Linked DNA regions of Macaca mulatta: region 2 is linked to region 1. Evidence: chromatin contacts called from public Hi-C data. All regions are on one chromosome and are shown on one strand. Each heading gives the region's core, a stretch centred on a gene start, on an enhancer-like site or on the middle of the called end of the contact. The rest is flanking DNA. Distances are from core to core; before and after follow the strand shown.

Region 1 (5,882 bases), core at 2,044-4,543:
TTGCAAGCATTATAATTTATGAAACCTAGACAGTTAATAAAGCTGTTTAATAATTCCTTGTCATTAAATGCATATTTTAAAATGTAACACACAGAGAGACACGATTTATGTATTTATTTACTCTAACCTTCTCGATCAACTGTTGCTACATTATCCCTTGTTTGCAAATCAAGGAATGATGAACTACCTGAAGTGGAATCTAACTGACCACTATATTTGCCCAGTTACCAAGAACATGGTTTTCAGGTTCTCTTTAGTGATGTTCATCTACAACTAAACCACATAATAAAATAAATTCCTCCAACCTTCATTTTGTCAATTCAAATTTTACTCAAATTTTAGTACAGACTGAGAAGCTAGTCACAACACTCTCTCCTGATTGTCTCAGAAACATAGTAACTCAAACAATGTTTCTGCCACATTAACCAAGACAAACCTGAACTTTCATTGTTTTTAATTAATCTCGATTTTAATTTCACGGTATCTTCCAATTGTGTGGAGGTTGGCTAAGAAGTTGTAGAACTGGTCAGTGTCATAAAAGAGTTTATCTTTCAAGTGACAGGTCCTGACAACGTGTACATGCAAGGCAGTGATGGTGAGGGTTTTGTTTTTCAAGGTACATTTAACTGCAAACAACAACAAAAAAAATTCAAACCAACCATTCCTATCATAAGCTTTCTGATGATTTATGGTTTACCAACTGAGCAAGGTTACGCAACACTGCATGCCTTTAGATGCATTATTTCAGCTAGTTGAGATTTAATTAAGATCACAGCCTCTAAAATCCCTGTCAAATGAAAATTCAGAGAAGACAATACACTATATATCCTCATGCAGAATGTTTCCATTCCATCCCTGGAAAAATATGAGTTAATCCGCGTTTCTATGGCTGCAGACAAAAGTTCGCTAATTTTGTTTTCTTTTGACACTTAGGTTGTTTTCTATTATATGTCATGAGATCATTCCCTTCCAGGGAAAGAAGAAAAAAATCGAGAGTGATACATGTTGCAGAAAATGCACTTGACATTATTAGCCGACATTATCATAGCTTAGCCATGATGCCATCACATTTTCATGTAATCAACCCATGCTTACAAGTTTCATTTAATAAAATATTCATTAACACAACACAAACAAAAACCTACCTTACCTAAATTACTCGGATTAGATAATTGACATGTTATGCTTCTCATTTCCTTAACTAACCAACTTTTTGTCAGACAAGCTAAACATTTGGGCAGGAAACAAAGTTCTTAAGGCAAACGGGTGAATATAAAGCCCATTACTTTCCTTCTGTAAGTCGTTCTTTGGGTTAAAAAATAATCCTCAATAGATTTCTTTCTTACGGGCTGGTATTGATCCATACTATTTTTTTAAAGAAAAAAATGTATTACTATGTGCCCCTTTACCTAGTCAAATTTATTTTTATTTGCATCTTCTTAATATTTGGTTGCTTATCTCATGCCTTAGAAATGACAGGTGCTTGCAGTCTCACTCTTGACAGGCCACTACACAAATAACTGTCTTGCCTGAAAGGGCTAATGCAGTACTAATGAACAATAAATCAACTTTGATTATCAAGTGTCAGCCCAATGCGTTTTCAGTTCAGCTCTATCACATCCTACAGTAAGTCAGCCAGTGTCTCTGGGTAGGCAGTCTGTATTTTGGTTTCATTTTTACACACTTTTCACTGAAATGTGTCAGGCAGCTACAAAGAATCACATTAAAATAGATACAGACCTTTTTTCAATTTATGCAAAGGGCATCAATTAGGACAACGTGCTTCAGTCTTCAACTGATTTACTTAGTGGTCAATCTTAATAACCAAGGAAGCTTTGTATTCTTTTAAACAACAGTAACAGCAACACACACATCAAACCCTAAACTAGAATCTTAATGTGATCATGTTCCAGCTCTTTGGCACTAACATGCTAGCTTGCGCTCTTTACCACATAAACCACCTCTGATTGCATATATACATTCCTCTTGGAAAACTCATTATATGAAAACAAACAAATAAAAACAGCAAAACAGGGCCGCTTTTAAAATAAAAATGCACTTGCTTTAAACTTTAAAAAATTTGGCTTAACACTGCCTTCCTAATGATAAAATAAATGTAACTTATTTTTTTTTCTTAAGCAGATTAGTCATTGATAGTATGATTCACATTTCCTGTTATCAGGCTTAATTTTTCCCCCAAATGTGTCACTTTTAGAATGCTGGAATCTATGGAAATGAGGTGATTTGCATTTTTAAATTGGTTTGATTAGAACATTTGATTTGTTTGGACAAAAATATAAAATTACTAGATATTTTACTTTTAACTGTCAGGACTTGAAGGAGTTAATCCCAAAGAGGAAGAGTCTATATGTACTTTGCTCTAAAACTTTACCACCCACTTCCTAAAGGTCCTCTCCTTCCCATCACCACACTTGGGGAGGGGGGAAATAAAAGTCCCGTTTCCACTGACCGTCTTTCATGCAGTTCTGACAGTTGAGTTAGCTACATTCAGAGCCGATTCAGCTGGGAGTACCCCGTGGCAATTCCTCAGTCTGCTGCACGTCCAAACCCAAACCCCGCTCACTACTTAATTAACCAGCCAAGTAATGCAACAGAGGCTTAGAATCCCCAACCTGCCAGAGTGTTCCATTCGCTCGCTCGCCTGCTCCGGTGTGGGGCTCTGTGCCTCTCCCTCCCCCTTTACTGTGTGTGAACTCCTCGAATTTGAACAGCTAAGCTGAAAATAGCCTAGACAGATATAGAAACAAACTATCAGAAGCAAAGAAACATCCACATGGGTTACATTGAGATGGAAGGCTCCTTGTATATTTCACACGCTCTGAAAGTGACAGAAATCACACCCCAGATACGTCCCCCGAATGGAGTGATGGCGAGGGCTTCACCAAAGTGGCTGCGTGAAGGCCAGACCGGCAGAAAATGAATCGCAAACGAAAAAGAGAGAGAGAGAAACACACAAGCAGGACTTCCTCCAACTCTCAACTACACCCCACCCATGAACATTTAAAAAAAGAGAGCGAGAGTGTGAGCCAGAGAGCAAGGGTGGGGGGGGGATCTCTCTCCAGGACCCACAGGCCTGCAGCTCCTTCTTACCCCTCTCCTCCCTCCCCGCCTCCACTTCCAGAGCGCAACTCCTACCCAAGTTGGTAAACAGCGAGGATGAGGATGATTTTTTAAAAGACTCAACTTCAGAACCCTCGGGCTCTCCTGCCTTCCCCAGCGAGGCCCCCAGGAAGCGGGCGCCGCGGAGCCGGGGGAAGGAGAGCGAAACCGGCAAAGATCAATCAGAAGGACCAACCTGACACTCTCCATGTAGCCGCCAGGCGCGCGGAGCCGGGCTCGGGGCGCCCGCGCGGGCCGGGCGTGGGGTCCGGCGGCCTCGGCGTGCAGGCGGACTGCACGCGCGCAGGGGCGCTCCGGCTCGCGGGCTGACAAGACGCGCCGCGCCGCGCCCACCCGCCCCGCCCTGCTCCACCAATCACAACCCGCCTCTAAACACCCCGCGCCGCGCCGCGCCGCGCCCCACACAATGGGCTCCGCGGCCCGCGCCCCGCGCCCGCGCGCCCCGGCCCCCTCCGCGCGGCAGGTGAAATCACGCTCGGGTGCAACCCTGCTTTTGTCTGGAGAGCAACTCCACTTAATAGCTGTTAACCCGGTGACCCGCCTCCGGCTGACGTCTGGGTCGGCCGGGCTCGGCGCGCACCGCTCCCTCTGGCCGGGGCTCTGCGGGGCCGGGGCTGCCGGCGGGGCGGCGTGTTTGTTTCGTCTTTGAAACTGACAAAGAGTTGTCCTAACCTTTCCGAGAAACCCGGGAGGCCGAAGAGGGGCACCTGGCGCTGGCGGCGCCAAGCCGACAGCTCCAAGCAACTGTTCGGCTTCGGGAGGGGACGTGGGTCTCCCAGACAGCGCAGAGAAGCGCTTTCCTCGAAAACCGCCCTGGGAGGAGAACTTTCGCTTCACGTCGGGGGTTTCACAGAGCCTCGGCCTCCCCACACCCCTTTCTTTCCCAGAGTCGGGCTCGCCAAAGTGTGCCAGTGCGCACCGAGGAAAACTAAGCCGACGCGGGGTGGAAATAAATAACAACGTGCCTCGTCGCTGAACCAGGCAACTTCCCCTCTAGAACGACAGCTGCCGAAGAAAGCATCTGCCACACGTTTGCTAAGAAATAATTCTTTAAATTCCTTTCTTATTTATACAACAATAGCAACAACAAAACCTACTCTCAATAAGCACTTTAGGATGACCTTCTCTATTAGAAATAGTCACTGCTCTTTCAGGCTATTGAAAGCTGAGTTACAGTGTTTTTTTTAAAAAGTCAACAATATGCTAAACTTTGTTGGCTCAACTGACACGATTTAAGCGTCAGGTTAATCTAGTCCGTTTCGGCGACTCTAAAAAATCACCTATTTACCACCTTCAAACTTGGAGAAAAACTTCCTGGCCTGTATATTTTTTTAAAGACACACACACAAAATCCACACACACATTTTTATTCTTTTTCTCAAAATATTAGAGGAAAAGGAATAATGTGACATCAATGAATACCTATTTGCCCTCAAAAAAAAAAAAAAAAAAAAAAAAAGGCAACAAAATCTGACCCAGTAATTCCAGGAGTTTTACTTGAAAGTACATTTTGATGTGAGGTGTATTAAATGCAGGTTACTACAAACCATAAAGAATATTGGTAATATTTCCAATCAAGCAAATGCCTGAATTTCAACAGGGTCAGCGGGGAGCAGACAATTCCCTCTTTACTCTGGCTGTAAAAGAGACAAGCGCGAAGTGACCATCAACGTATGATCAGATGTTAAATGGGCACAGCGCAGATCGCTCTTCACCCTAAAGTGTTTTTGTGTCAGATACCAAATTTATTAATGGGATTTTTTCAGGTCACAAAATGTGACCCCACCCTCTCATGAATATTCAACAGAGAACCAAGGGCGCTTCTGGGGGGTAGAAGGGCCTTAAATCTGCCAGAAAGTCCCCTGATTATCAGTAGAGTTCTGACTCTTAAAGAGACAAGGTGCTCTTTCCGGAGGGGCTGGCAGAGAGCCCCAACGGCAGGAAATAAAAATAAAGGAAGTGCTGTCCAACCAATGTACAGGGAGAAAGTGGAAAGAATCATTTCAAAACGCCTAAGTGACTTTCTTTTTCCCAAAGTATTAAAATTGAGTTTTAATGTTTATAAACAAAAACTGGGATGTACTTTGAATATGCAATGTATTTTTATTTTAGAAACTACGTTCTTCATGAGGCATCTATAAAACTCATGCATGCTTTTAGAATGTGGACTAACTCCTTTGCAGGTCAGTGTTTATCAGCTAATAGTCTCCAGGTGCATCAAAACAAACAATAAACAAGCAAACAAAAAACATTACAGACGCTCATGACCCAGCTGTGGAGACAAGCCTTAAACAAAATAATTAGAGAGTGATGCAATGCAGTGCTTACTCAAGTACTAAATTGCACAGTGGTGGCTGTAAGCACCATGGGACCACAAAGGAGGAGGAGATCACTAGGAGGAGGGGTCTGGGAAGGCCCCTTGGGGAGGTGGCATTTAAAGGCTGATGGTTTGGATAAGGGGGAGGTGACAAAAGAGAGAGGGAAATGGCTTGGCACACTAACTCAGAAGCCACCTGGAGCCCATCTTGCCCTCTCTCCAAACAGACAGATGATATGGTGACTCAGAGACTACTTCTGGGCAAGGAAATGTCCCATCAGTGATAAACCTGGATAAACTACGTATGCCCAGGTCACTTTGGTTAATTCTAAACTCCTGTGGTCCTGTGCACTTGCCCTGTGTTTGGGATTCAGGAAGAACTGGAACTTCCATAACTGGAGTATAATATAAAATGTTAAAACCA
Region 2 (5,894 bases), core at 1,336-3,835, 520 kb after region 1:
TTAGCGACTCGGCATCCATAAGGAATTCAAATGCTGCCCAGACAGGGGCTGAGTATTTCCTTCCAAGTGAGCCTTCGCTTGCACAACAAAGATTAGCATTTGCAATGGTCCATTTCTGCATAAGTGAACATATAGCCTTGCTGCTTGATCGAATAGTCCAGGGTTCTCCGTGTAGCAGCTCCTGACAACCACCCAGCAGCAGTTCTGTTTGATCTCTCCTGCTTCCTTAATTTGGGTTGTCAAGGTTCAGCAGTTGGAGGCTGTTTACTTTACTTTTCCAAAAAAAAAAAAAAAAAAAAGTGATTTTTTTTTTCTCCCTCTCTCTCATACAATGACTAATCCAAAGTCTAAGGGGGGTGGGGGATGCAGCCAGTGGCAAGATGTTAAACCTTTTTTTTTTCCCTTTGCAGTGAGATTTTAGCTGACACCTTTTGAATGGTAACTAGTTGAGTTCCTTTTTTGTATTTTTCTTGCTCTTTAATTGTAAGACGTTTCAAATAGAAAGACAGAGAGGGGGGAGAAAAAACATTCCAAATTTCTGAAACTGTGAGCCGAGTTTTCTTTTCCTGGACCCAAAGGGATGGGTATTTCCACTTTGAGAATCAAAACTCCAGTGGAATTCTAAAAAAGATTTGATACATTTCTCTCTGGAACAGAAAAATAGCAAGAACTCCTCTTTCTCAATTATGTAGGCTCTCCCTGGGTAGAAAACACCTGAAGTCTTACTATTTCTTTTAAAATTCTAGTTTACACATCTCCCTCCAAATTGATTCTTGCTGTGGAAAACGGGGATGGGGGAAAGGGGATGGAATGGAAAAATTTTGCAGCGGTTCTTCAATATATTTTCAGTAGCAGAAAAATTCCTTTAAATATCCTTGAGGTCTTCTCAACTCAGCTATTGTCCAAGTCCTAAACCCTTAAGTCTACGTACAACCAATGGTGAAGTGTAGACGGTTTGAATGTACAGACGCCTTTCAAAGGGAATCCAGAATGCTCCTCCGGCATTCCTGTTTAAAGAGCAGTGACAAAAAAGAAAATGCTAACTTGGAAAATACCTGTGAGCAGATATGAGCGCAATTTCAGCCCCTCAGAAGTGGACTGGAGAAGGTCAAATGCAACCAAATGAAATGTTTATATTAATTTCATTATTCTGCCCAAGCCTCACAGATGAGGGCTTGGGGGGTGGGGAGGTAGAGAAGAGGAAGAAATAAGTTTCATTTTGGGTCTTCTGTTAGAGCAAAAAGAAAATGAATTAAGACGAAAGCATAGGATGAGCCCAGACTAAATCAATACACTTTGTAATCAGCCCAGCAAGGGTATTTGGACACAATGACTTGGAAATAATTAATAGTTATAAGAGGGGAGTGGGGTGAGAAGGGGGGCGAAGATGTCACCATATTTTATCGGAGCACTTTACACTCCACGCTAAACTTTGATCTACAGATTTTCGGGTTTAGGAAAGAAAGAGGGAAAAAGGGTCGGGGGTGGGGGGGAAGAAGTCCAGTATTTCGAAGCACCTACCGGCCTGAGGATGGGCACATTCCTCGCTCCCGTTGCCTTATCGCTAGGCTCGCGCCGCCCCGGCGGGCTCTTTGGGGACGGAGAACCTCTAGTGCCGCCCGGGGCTCTCCGGTGTCCCTGGCCCCCGCGCCCGCGGCCGCCTCGACTTACCCGCGGAGTCCGGGGAGGGAGTAGGAGCGCCGCCTTCACGCCCGCGGAGGAGGCGCCGGCAGCACCATGGTCCCCGGCGCCGCTGCCGCTGCCCCCGGCCCGCTCGCTCGCTCGCCGCGCGCTCTCTTCCTCTTGCAAACTTTCGGGTTCTGCGGTCGACAAGAAACCGGGGCGACCCTCAGCAAATCTTCCCCGTGCAGGCTGGGGGGAACTGAAGGGGACGGGACGGGTGAGTAGGCCGAGGGGACAGGACAGAGAGGGCAGCGGGCTCCGGGGACCCGCGAGTGCGCGTGGAGGGAAGAGAGGATGCGGCTCAGGGAATCCCTGCAAGGATCCCGAGACCGGGAAATCGGCCCGAGCCAAAGTCTCAGCACCTTCCCCAGGATCTCACAAAGTTGCAACAACAAAAAGGAGGGGGGGAGGAATAGGGGGAAGGGGGTGGGATAGGGATACGATCGCGGGCGCAAGGTTTGGAGTTACAACTGTTTATTTAGTCCTATTCTCACAGGGGGCGGGAGCTGCGCGGGAATGGGGGGGCTGCAGGCAGCGATTTCGAAGGAAACACTTGGGAGGGGGCCATGCGACTTTGTTTCTGGGCGCTGAGCTCCCCAGCGCCCGTGTGTGTCACTGCCAGTCTCCCGGGACCAAGGCGGAGCTCACAACAGGTGGGGAGGGGGGCTCGTCGAGGGCCAAAAAGGAGAAGGAATCTAAGTTTCCGAGCGCGACGTTGTCTGAAAAGGAGGGAGGCGGGAGGCGGGGGCGAGGGGAGGCGGAGGCAGCAAATGACCGCGACCCCGCGGCAACTGGCAAACTCCTCGGCTCCCGGCGCCGCCGCCACCGCCGTGGTCCCCACTCGAAGCGCACGCCGCCTCGGCTCGCTGGCTCCAGGGAGTCGTCTCGGCGGGACAGGAATAGAGCGCAGGGAGCTCGGGAGGAACGCTGCGCGCAAGCCAGGGACGGAGAGCCATCGGCCGCCAGGACAGGGCCAGAGGAACAAGGCGACACGCGCGCGTCGCAGGACAAATCGGAGCTTGGGAAATTTCCCCGTTCCCCAAGCTTCAGAGGGGGGTAAAATCAGAAAATGTGTGTGATGGAGGGAGAGGGATCCGGGCGCGGCGACTGCTCGCAGCGCATCCGGCTCCCGCACCCGCCCGTGGATCTGGCCACTGCTGTTGCGGACTCGTCTCGGGAAAGCGGGGGCCGAGCGCGCGTAGGGGTGCGTGTCTGGCTGGGGGTGCGCAGGTGCGTGTTTGAATTTTCCGGGCTCAGAGGGGGTGGCGGGAGAGCTTCCTCGCCGCTGACTCTCGGGGTAACGCGCGCGTGGCAGCGGGGAAGTTCCCCAGTGCGGGGCCCAGGGCCAGGCGCCACAGTCAGTCTGCTGAGGCCCGCGGGGCAGCTCAAGGGCACCGAGGGGGCACACACCCGCGGAGACGGAAGGGGAAAAGTTTGCTCCAAGTCTAAACTTTGGGCCTAGGAGGCGCCTGGCGCGCGCCCCCTCCCGCCGCGGCCAGGACCCGGGACCCCGCACCGGCCCAGCGCCCAGGCGGCCACCGAACGCCAACGCCGGGCATCTAAAGTTGCGCCAGGCGGCCTGGGCTTATTGATTTCTCTCCCCAAGGCGATCGTGGAGAGCGCAGAGAGAGGCGTGAAGGGGCCTACGGGGAGGCAATCTCGCCTCCTCGCAGTCGCCACCGCCACCGCCCCCGCCCCCATTTGACTTATGCAAATAAACCCAAAGGGTGCGGGCGCCGCCGGAGCTCCCTCCACCCGCGCGCCGGCCCGCAGCCCCCACCCATCCCAGAGCTGGGCCCCGACCCGGGGGGAGAGGAAGAGAAGGGAGGGCTGGGGGAGATGCACGTGGAGCCTGGAGATGGAAAGTAGTTGTTTTTTTTTTCCATTTTTTTCTTTTTCTTTCTTTCTTTCTTTTTTTTTTTTTGTGCTGGTTGTTGTTGTTGTTTAAAGTGGCGGAAACAAGACAGGAGGCGGCTTGGGAAAAAGTGGAGCAGAAATGGAAAAATACAAACTCACCCGCTGCAAATGGTCTCTCGGTGCAAACTAAGGTGTTTTCGGGCCTTTCCCCGCGCGCGCCCACTCCCGCCCGCGCGCGCACCCCGCGCACACACTCACTCGCGCACACACGCGCGCACACACGCACTCCCGGGCGAGGGCCGGGCCGCCGCGAGTACAGCGTGCAACCGCCACACAATAAATAACAATAGATTCCTCCGCTCCGGACTAGCTTCCCGGAGCCCAGCCAGCGCCGGTGGCGGCGGCGGCGGCGGCGGCAGAGGCGCGGGCAGCAGCGGCCCGGGGGCGCCCCCCGGCCCGATCCTCGGCCTCCCGCAGGGGTCCCGTCTCCGCCTCACGCAACCCGCCGGGCACCCCAGCGGACCCCCGAGCGCCAGCGCCTCCCTCTTTGCCGTTCTCTGGGGCGCTGGCACCCACCCCCCTCCCCCCCCGACATCCCGGAACAAATAAATAAATAAGGCGCGCGAGAGAGGCCAACACGTCGCGGAGGGAGATGTTGTTATTTTTTGCTGTTGTGCGTCCCTGACGTCACATCCACCTGCTGGGTAAACAACCGGGCTCCCAGAAAAAAAAAAAAAAAAATCGCAATTGCCAAAGAATGGGGGGCGGGGGTTGGGGGGAGGGATCCAGGGAGGGGGAAGTGAGGGGCGTCCAGGCTGAATTGGGAAGAGGAGAGGGAGGCAGAGCCCCGCGGACCAGAGAGAGGAAGGGAACGCCAGAGCAGTCCCTGGCAACAGAGGGATCTGGCAGGAAAGACCTGGAAAATAAGGGGCATGGGGGCGGAGGGGGAGATTCCTCAGGAGATGGGAAATGGGGGGGCCCATTCAGACAGCGGAAAAAACGAGAAGGGAGAGTGTTAACTACGGACGAAGATGGGAATGCGATGGCTATTTGCTTGGATTCTTAGCTTAAAATATGAAAGGGAGGGGAGAGGATAGCCTAGGATGTGAGTTTCCTCCAGTTAAAAGTGAAAGTGTTTTGCCATCAGTGACAGTTGAAGGAGAGAGAGGTGGGAGGTGGTGTTTTCAACCCCCTTTCTCCTCTCCTGTCCTCCCTCGGTCTATCCTCTTTCTTTCTGCACTTTGTCCAATGAAAGAAGGCGAGTTCGGGAGGTGAAAGTTCAGCAGAAGGACAAACCCCTGTTTGCAAGGAAAACAGAAACCCCGCCAGCCAGCGAGGGGTTTTCTCCCGTTTCTCGGAATCAGGAGAGTGTGAATGAGGGACGAGCTTCTGCCCCCTTCCTTGTCAGAGCCACTGCAGGAATGTGCAGTCGAGTCCACTTTGGGGGAAAGTGGCTGCATCAGGAACTGTGTTCTTGCCACGGTTCCTCTTAGGAAAACGCCTGGGGGCTAGCATGTCAGTCCGTTGTTTAACACAAATTACCTGCTCGCCCAGTGATCAGTCACGTGCAAAAAGCTTTGTCCAATTCTTTGAAAAGGTGAGATTTTTTTTTTTCTTTTTGCGGTTTTTGAAGTTTGGTTGAATTTAGAAATTCTAAGGAATAAACTAAGAGACTGAATTAAATGTTTTGAAATATACATACATAAAACAAAAGACACTAGTATTTCTTTCACTTTTGTCAATACGCATAAAGAAGGAAGCAGAGTATGTGTTTCTGAAACGTGACTTGGAAAGCTGTAAGAACTCTGTCTTGTTGTTGTTGTTGTTGTTGTTAACAGAAGTAAATTATTTCAGACCCATCACCACAGAAGTGGCCAGACTCCCAAACCAGCATTTCCAGCTACTGGCTGGATGGTGTACACCAGGCCAATTCTTTATGAGAATATATTAAAAGTCACCCTTGTGGATTCCTACAAAGTACTTCCCCTTGCGAGGAGGGGAGAGGCTTACTGTCCCTTTGGTCTTGAGATCAGCACAGTTGTAGATAATATCCTGAAAAGGTTATTACAAATTCTTTCGGGTAATGCCCCTTTACAAATACTGTTAAACATTCATTTACAGAAGAATGTAAATCTCTATTTCAAGGGTAGCATAAGACTATCGGTTTAAAATTGTATCTTTCGCAAGTTAAAAAAAAAAATAAAGCCATTCGCTGATGCTACAGAATAAAAGAAAGAGATGCTGCTAAGGTAATTCCAGCCTGGTAGAATTCGCGTTGCATGCATGCTGCATAAAGTTCCATGCTATCCAGTCAAGACTGTTCACTGAATCTTTTAGACTAGAATCTAGACAAA

Evidence for each region. Hi-C and Micro-C count contacts between places; a contact is called where the count stands out from the background.
Region 2: a Hi-C map of liver shows a contact between it and region 1, with 4 times the contacts expected there. The contact joins two enhancer-like sites. A contact is called at or near these places in 3 of 14 Hi-C or Micro-C datasets (fetal cortex germinal zone, fetal cortical plate and liver).

Annotation. Positions count from the first base shown.
Region 1 is chr2:134,556,483-134,562,364 of T2T-MMU8v2.0, forward strand. The region is part of intron 5 of FOXP1 (forkhead box P1); the gene reads right to left. Among named protein-coding and RNA genes, the nearest start is that of FOXP1, 430 kb to the right of the region's middle. Within about 2 kb of position 3,294, at least 24 of the 40 cell types and tissues checked have an H3K27ac peak or open chromatin away from gene starts, as enhancers often do. A contact at or near this core is called in liver, where this site is marked.
Region 2 is chr2:135,077,611-135,083,504 of T2T-MMU8v2.0, forward strand. No RefSeq gene overlaps it. Among named protein-coding and RNA genes, the nearest start is that of MIR1284, 41 kb to the left of the region's middle. Within about 2 kb of position 2,586, at least 24 of the 40 cell types and tissues checked have an H3K27ac peak or open chromatin away from gene starts, as enhancers often do. A contact at or near this core is called in liver, where this site is marked.